Regions from separate parts of the Sus scrofa genome. Here region 2 is linked to region 1. The links are chromatin contacts, called in public Hi-C maps. All regions are on one chromosome and are shown on one strand. The core of a region is the stretch at or near the end of the contact, and the rest is flanking DNA. Distances in the headings are between cores, read along the strand shown. Region 1 holds the start of DNTTIP1 (deoxynucleotidyltransferase terminal-interacting protein 1). Region 2 overlaps ZNF335 (zinc finger protein 335).

The links. A called contact is a pair of places that touch in the nucleus more often than the background predicts.
Region 2: a contact with region 1 is called in a Hi-C map of liver, with 1.7 times the contacts expected there. The contact joins the enhancer-like site here to the promoter of DNTTIP1 in region 1. A contact is called at or near these places in 8 of 47 Hi-C or Micro-C datasets (alveolar macrophages, blood, embryonic fibroblasts and 4 more) and 2 of 2 datasets of contacts at active chromatin or transcription factors (alveolar macrophages and skeletal muscle).

Annotation. Positions count from the first base shown.
Region 1 is chr17:47,992,839-47,996,171 of Sscrofa11.1, reverse strand. It overlaps DNTTIP1 (deoxynucleotidyltransferase terminal-interacting protein 1), which reads right to left and starts at 1,514. Exons shown (of 13, transcript XM_001928813.6): 1 at 1,347-1,514; 2 at 720-790. The coding sequence starts at 1,451. WFDC3 (WAP four-disulfide core domain protein 3) reads left to right here and starts at 1,428. Exons shown (of 3, transcript XM_013985426.2): 1 at 1,428-1,603. The coding sequence starts at 1,450.
Region 2 is chr17:48,134,400-48,137,704 of Sscrofa11.1, reverse strand. ZNF335 (zinc finger protein 335) reads left to right here. Exons shown (of 27, transcript XM_021077367.1): 18 at 845-1,104; 19 at 2,026-2,137; 20 at 2,221-2,598; 21 at 3,291-3,305. Among named protein-coding and RNA genes, the nearest start is that of PCIF1, 16 kb to the right of the region's middle. Within about 2 kb of position 1,659, at least 8 of the 83 cell types and tissues checked have an H3K27ac peak or open chromatin away from gene starts, as enhancers often do. A contact at or near this core is called in liver and omental adipose tissue, where this site is marked.

The sequences.
Region 1 (3,333 bases), core at 265-2,764:
CTGGGCAAACCACAGAGATGCAGAACTTTATTTCATTCTCAAAACACTATGAAGTAGGCATTTAAAAGTGTTCTATAGAGTATAATACGAACACAGAGAAGTTCCTATTGTGGCTCAGCGGTAATGAACTCAACTGGTGTCCATGAGGATGCGGGTTAGATCCCTGGCCTCGCTCAGTGGGGTTAAGGATCTGGCGTTGCCACGAGCTGTGGTGTAGGTTGCAGACGTGGCTTGGATCTGGTGTTGCTGTGGCTGTGGCGTAGCATGGGAACTTCCATATGCTACAGGTGCGGCCCTTAAAAAAAAAATACAGAAAAAGTCTATACGCTTTGTTTTAGTGAACAGGTGAAGAAATATATATATATATATATATAGCCAGCATCCCAAAGACTCATCCTGTGCTCTCTCCCCTACTCTGAGATGGAAACTATTAGCCCCACATTTTTCCTAACTTCCATGCTATTCTGCCTCCTGGAGCCTTCAAACACAGAACCAGTGAATGTGAGGGATCCTGGGCATTGCTTAATCAACCTGCCTCCCTCCTGTGCACAAGTTCAGAGGAGGAAGTGACTTGTTTAAGGTCACACATATAGTTACAGAACCTGAATCTCCTCTTTCTACTGGTCAATGATCTCTTCTCAGCTTGGTCCAGTGGGGAACCAAAAGCGGCCTTCCAAGCCACAGCCTGGAAGGGAAGTCCCACCCAGGGTCAGCCTTACCTTGTTGTCATCTGTGAGCGGCGGCCCCTTCGCTGCACCTGCCGGTGCTTTATCATTATGTTCCAAGGGTTCTGTGGGGGACCAAGGGAGCAGAGGTCACCGAGGTCGGTGACACTGGGGTGGAGGTGGAGGGTGGGTGTTAAGTTAAACCTAGACATCCCCGCTTCTCAGGCGCTTTCATCGCGGCTCCCACCTTGGGGGAGGGGGAAGGGCAGTGGTTGGAAAGCCCGGCTAGGGAAGAGGAACCGAGGAAAAGTCCCAACCGCACTTTTCCAGGAACGTCTGGAGTAAGGGAACTAGTGTTTACCGAGAGCCCACTCTGTGCCTGATGATATGCGAGGCGCTTTATCCTCATTTATGTCCCTCCCCACAACTTTACAAGGCACCTTTCCTTTCGAGAAGAGGAAACTGCAGCTCAGGGGCTTGACAGGGCCGGCCCACGTCACCTAGCTAGGAGGGCAGCACCAGAATTTGAATGAAGCCCGGTCGTCGGACAGCGACAGGGCCAACTCCCTCAGCAGCCCCAGCCGCCGCGTTCTCTCGCCCGCGGGCAAGGGTCCCGGGAGCCCGAGGCCCTGCCCGGCCCGAGCCCAGGCCCCGCCGGGGCCTCCCCGATGGCGCCCTCACCGTGAGAACCAGCTGCCCCGCTGCGCCCGCGTCTCCCAGCTCGGGGCCGCCCCGCTCTGCCCCGCCGGGTCCCCGCGGCTGCTCGGCGTCGCCAGTGGCCCCCATGGCGCCCCCGGCCCCCACAACTCCAGCCCAACTCTGCCACCGGCCGGAAAGTGGCCCCGTGACGTCATTGGAGCGCGCCGCCCACCGCCCCGGAAGCGGGACGCGGCGAGCGGCGGGGTTACCAGGGGAACCGAACCGCTGCGTCTCCTCAGGTACCCGACGCTCAGGGGCAGTTTGGGTGGCTGGGCTTCCTCCAGGGAGCGGCCGCGCCTCGGATGTGCACTTCAGTCAAGGATCGTTCTGTGGCCGGTCCAAGGCCCTTGGAGAAGTGCGAGGCAGGAGGAGGGGAGAAGGTTTCCACCGGCTGGGGTTAAGGAGCGGAGGGGAACGTTTGGTATCGTTGCACCAGCAGTTGTCTTCGAAAACTAGATTTTAATATGCCCGGGACACAGCTGGAATTGAATGGGCCTAATGCGAGGACCCCGAAACCCAACAAGAGGGAGGGGGTCTGGCTCTCACCTCAACACCCACCATTCTCTCCCAGGGGTTGCCTCTTGGCGTCTGAGGGCATCTGAAGGAAGATTCTGGGCTCCTCTCCCCAGACGGGTGATTCTAGGATGAGCTGGGCATGCAGGGGTTTAACAGCTGTGGAGTTCCCCAGAGCCTTAGCTCTGCATTAGACGTAAGAAGTCCCTGAATAGAATTGGATCTACTTATGAATGAGTTACTTTTATCAGGTCATAATGTGGGGTAGTAGGAAGTGTATGAATTTTTTTGTTTTTTTGTTTTTGCTTTTATTTTGTTGTCTTGGCCCATGCCGGTGGCAGGCAGGAGTTCTTGGGCCCTTGCCACAGCAGTGACAATGCCTGGTCCTTAACCCACTGAGCCACCAGGGAACTCTGAAAGTGTAAGTTCTGCAATTAGAAAGATCTGAATTTAAATCCACTATAATATGATTAAGAACACTGACTATGGAATTGGACTGTTTCCTTTGTCCTACCACTTATTAGCTGTGACCCACATCTACTTCTGGGCCTCAGTTTCCCCATTGGTAGGTCACTCATAGGGTTGCAGTGAGGATGAAGTGTATTAATTCATGTAAAGTATTTGGAACTGTGACACTAGTAAACCCTCAAACAATGCTGTCATTACTACTATCAAATTCTAGCAACCGCCACTTAACTTAATGACCTTGGGCAATTTTGCCTCTAAACTAGTTTTCTTACGTTTATAAGATGATTGTGAGGAGGAGTTCCATGGTGGTTCAGTGGGTTAAGGATCTGGCATTGCCATTGCCGCAGTTCTGGTTACCGCTGTGGTGCAGGTTCCATTCCTAGCCCAGGAACTTCCCCCATGCCATGGGTGTGGCCAAAAAAAAAAAAATTGTGAGAAATAAATAAGGTATATAAAGCACATATTGGATCATCAACAAATATCAATCATCTCCTTGCTCCAGTATCAGCCTTTTTTTTTTTTTTTTTTTGCTTTTTAGGGCCGAACCCATGACATTTGGAGGTTCTCAAGTTAGGGGTCGAATTGGAGCTGTTGCCGCTGGCCTACACCACAGCCACAGCAATGCCAGATCTGAGCCTTGTTTGTGACCTACACCACAGTTCACAGCAACGCCAGATCCTTAAGCCACTGAGCGATGCCAGGGATCAAACCTGCATCCTCATGGATGCTAGTCAGATTCATTTCCACTGAGCCACGATGGGAACTCCTCCAGTATCGATCTTAAAACAATAAGGCAACTTCCTGGCACCAAACTCTTTGGCCCTGTTGAGGTTTTTGCCTTGAGCCTTGAATGTTCCCTGCTCTTTAACTTTATGGGGCTAAGCAATGCCAGTGGACATTGTTAGGTATCATGGCTGACCAAAGTCATAAGCAGGATAGATAAGGAAAGGGAGTATAAATGGTCGAGACTACTATTTGAGTCATAGCA
Region 2 (3,305 bases), core at 410-2,909, 140 kb before region 1:
TCAGACCTGTTGCTCCCAGCCTACAGCCACAGCAACGTGGGATCTGAGCCACATCTGCGACCTACACCACAGCTCACGGCAACGCTGGATCCTCAACCCACTGAGCAAGGCCAGGGATTGAACCCAAAACCTCAGGTTCCTAGTCGGATTTGTTAACCACTGAGCCAGGACGGGAACTCCTGTGATACGAATTGTAAATACCATTCCCTGCCAGTTTGTTTTCTGATCTCCTTTTATGGTTCGTGTTGCTGTAGGTTTTAGCACCTTCCTTTGTTTTAAGAAAATCTTCCTAACCCAAGGGTTATAAAAATATCTACAGTTTCTTTTAATATATCTCCAGGTTTTTTTTTTTTATTACATTTTAGCCTTTAATTCGTTTGAAGCAGACTTGGGGGTAAGATGTGAGATAGAGCCTCTGGCTTTTTTTTTTTTTTTTTTCCTTAAATTATTTGCCACTTATTTCTCTATCTCAGGAATTCTTAACCTTGGCTTTGGGCTGGATAGTTCCTCATTGTGGGGGGCTGTCCTGCTCATCGTGGGACGTTTGGCAGCATCTCTGGCTTCTACCCCCTGGGTGCCAGAGGCATATGCCTCCCACCCCCAATTGTGATGATCAAAAATGTCTCCAGCAACTACCCGGTGCCCCTGGGAGCACTAGGCTGTTCTTTTTAAATCTCTTTCCAGTTGCCGGGAATGCCCAGTGGCGGTTGTGCAAATGAGTGGCAGTGGCACAGAGTCCAGCCAGAGTCTGGGTGAGCTTTGAGGCCCTGAGATAGAAAAGGGCCTTGAACGCAAGTTCCTTGGCCACAAACCATGCTTAGAATGCCTACTGGTGCCGTTGCAGGTGGCCGTGGTGAAGTCAGAGGACGTGGAAGCAGAGTTGGCAGCCCCTGTCGGGCAGCCCTCCCCAGCAGGTGCCACTCCCCAAGTGGTAACTCTCCACATGGCAGAGCCGGGGGGTAGCGCAGCCGCTGAGAGCCAGCTGGGCCCCCCTGACCTGCGGCAGATCACCCTGGCACCCGGGCCATTTGGCGGGGCTGGCTACAGTGTCATCACAGCACCCACCATGGAGGAGGGTTCATCAGCTCCTGGAACACCTTACAGGTGAGGCCTACTACCTGCAAGACCCCCTTCAGCCATTTATAGGTATGCTGTGGGTGGGGGCGGTGTCAGATGAGGACCCCACCCACCCAAGCCTGGGGGCAGGAGGTCAAACTAATACGTGGGCTGTCAGGGAGTCACATCCCTCCCAGGAGATCAGGAGCTACTGTATCTTGGCCATTAAAGATGTCCCAGCCACTTGTCGTTCATGAATTCAACCTGAACCATTCCTGTTTGCCTTGCTTTACAAATGAGGAGGCAGGTTAAGTAACTTGCCGAAGGTCAGACATGAGGTAGATCTGACCCCGTTCCTGTGGTTCCAGAGCCCACATGCTCTTTGTTCTGGATGATACCTGAGGTGGTGGTCAGTTCTGACCTGTGGAACGAGCTCCAGTTCCTTAGTGACATTGGAGGCCCTGCAGCTGTACTTGGCTTCCTCCACACTGAGCGAGTTTGGGGCAAAAATGTTTGTTTTCCATGTTCATTGACCCCTGGGCAGCCTGAGGAAGCCCTGAATCCAAGGAGCGAACTGTCCAGCTGGGTGGGAGCCAGGTCCCTGGGCCAGCCCTGGCGGCCCTCTACCCCTGGACCCTGGACCGTGGGTCCTGGCAGCCCTGCCTCTCCTCCTGTCCCGCTTGGCCAGATTTGGGCTGGAGTCCTGGAGCCCTTCGCCTTGTTGCCGCACCCCACCCCTGCCAGGCCCATCGAGGAGCAGGGGGTGACGGCTTTGGAGCTGGACAGGTGGTCAGCATTTATGGCAGAGGCAGTGGAGGTGTGGCTGGTAGAGGGCATAGCCAGGATTCACATCGGGGACCATTCTGGCACAGTCACTCCTCCGTGGATGACGTCCTTGGGAAAGGGCACTCCTGTGGCCCTCCAGCCTCTCGGGGAAGCTGCCCTACCCCTCCCCTCCTCTGTCCACAGCGAGGAGCCCCCAGGGGAGGCAGCCCAGGCCGTGGTGGTGAATGACACCCTGAAAGACGCTGGCACCCACTTCATCATGGCAGCCGATGGGACCCAGCTGCACCACATCGAGGTGAGGCTCAGGCCCCCTCCCACCGCACTCTCCCCCCTCCCCCCCACCTCCTGGGCGCCTCATGCACCCTGATCTCTCCACAGCTGACTGCAGATGGTTCCATCTCCTTCCCAAGCCCAGACGCCCTGGCCTCTGGAGCCAAGTGGCCCCTGCTGCAGTGTGGGGGGCTGCCCAGAGACAGCGGTCCTGAGCCCCCATCTCCAGCCAGAACCCACGGGGTAGGGGACCCGCAGGGCTCCGCCTCCCCACCTCCTGCAGCCAGCAAAGCCCTGGGCCTCGTGGCGCCCTCCTCGCCACCATCTTCAGCCACGGCGTCGTCAAAGAAGTTTTCCTGCAAGATCTGTGCCGAGGCCTTCCCTGGCCGCGCTGAGATGGAGAGTCACAAGCGGGCCCACGCGGGGCCCAGTGCCTTCAAGTGCCCCGACTGCCCCTTCAGTGCTCGCCAGTGGCCCGAGGTCCGGGTAGGTGCTCCCCGACATCTCAAGTATTAGTTTGACGTCCTGCTTCCAGACCTTTTGCTGTGCACCCCCACCCCCAGAGCCAGGCCTTCCAGCTCCCCACTGGAGTCAGAGATTAACTCAGCAAGGTCCAGCCCTCAGGGGGCCCAGCCCAGCGAGGAAACAAACCAGGTGACCTGGATACACCTGACAGTGTCCCCAGGGTGAACTGAGACCGCCCGGCAGAGCACAGATGGGGAAAGAGTCATTTGGGCCTGGGGTGCAAAGGGGGACGGCACAGAGGTGACGGCTGAGCTGGGCCTGCAGGAGCAGAGCACAGAGGGGTGGTGGCTCGAGGCAGCTAGGGACATGAGGCAGCCAGGACACTGACGGCACAGCGGCTCAGGGAGGCGCAAGGGGCAGCGTGGAGAAGGCCAGGTTCCTGGGGCGCCATCCATTCACTGGGGATTACTGTCCTCAGATCCAACCACGTGCCAAATGGGCAGGGCAGCTGTGGGGTGGGGGGGTGGGGCCTCCCTTCAGAGGCCCCCTTGGCTGAGCAAGGACAGGGATTTCCCTGGGGGCCTTATGACAGCCCATGGCTTTTCCCTCTCAACGCCCAGCAGCTCCAGACCTTATGGCTGAGGTCAGGGGTCCCAGCGGTTCTATGTGGGGACGGTCTGAGCCACCACGGCCCTGACTCTGCCCCTTTGCAGGCCCACATGGCACAG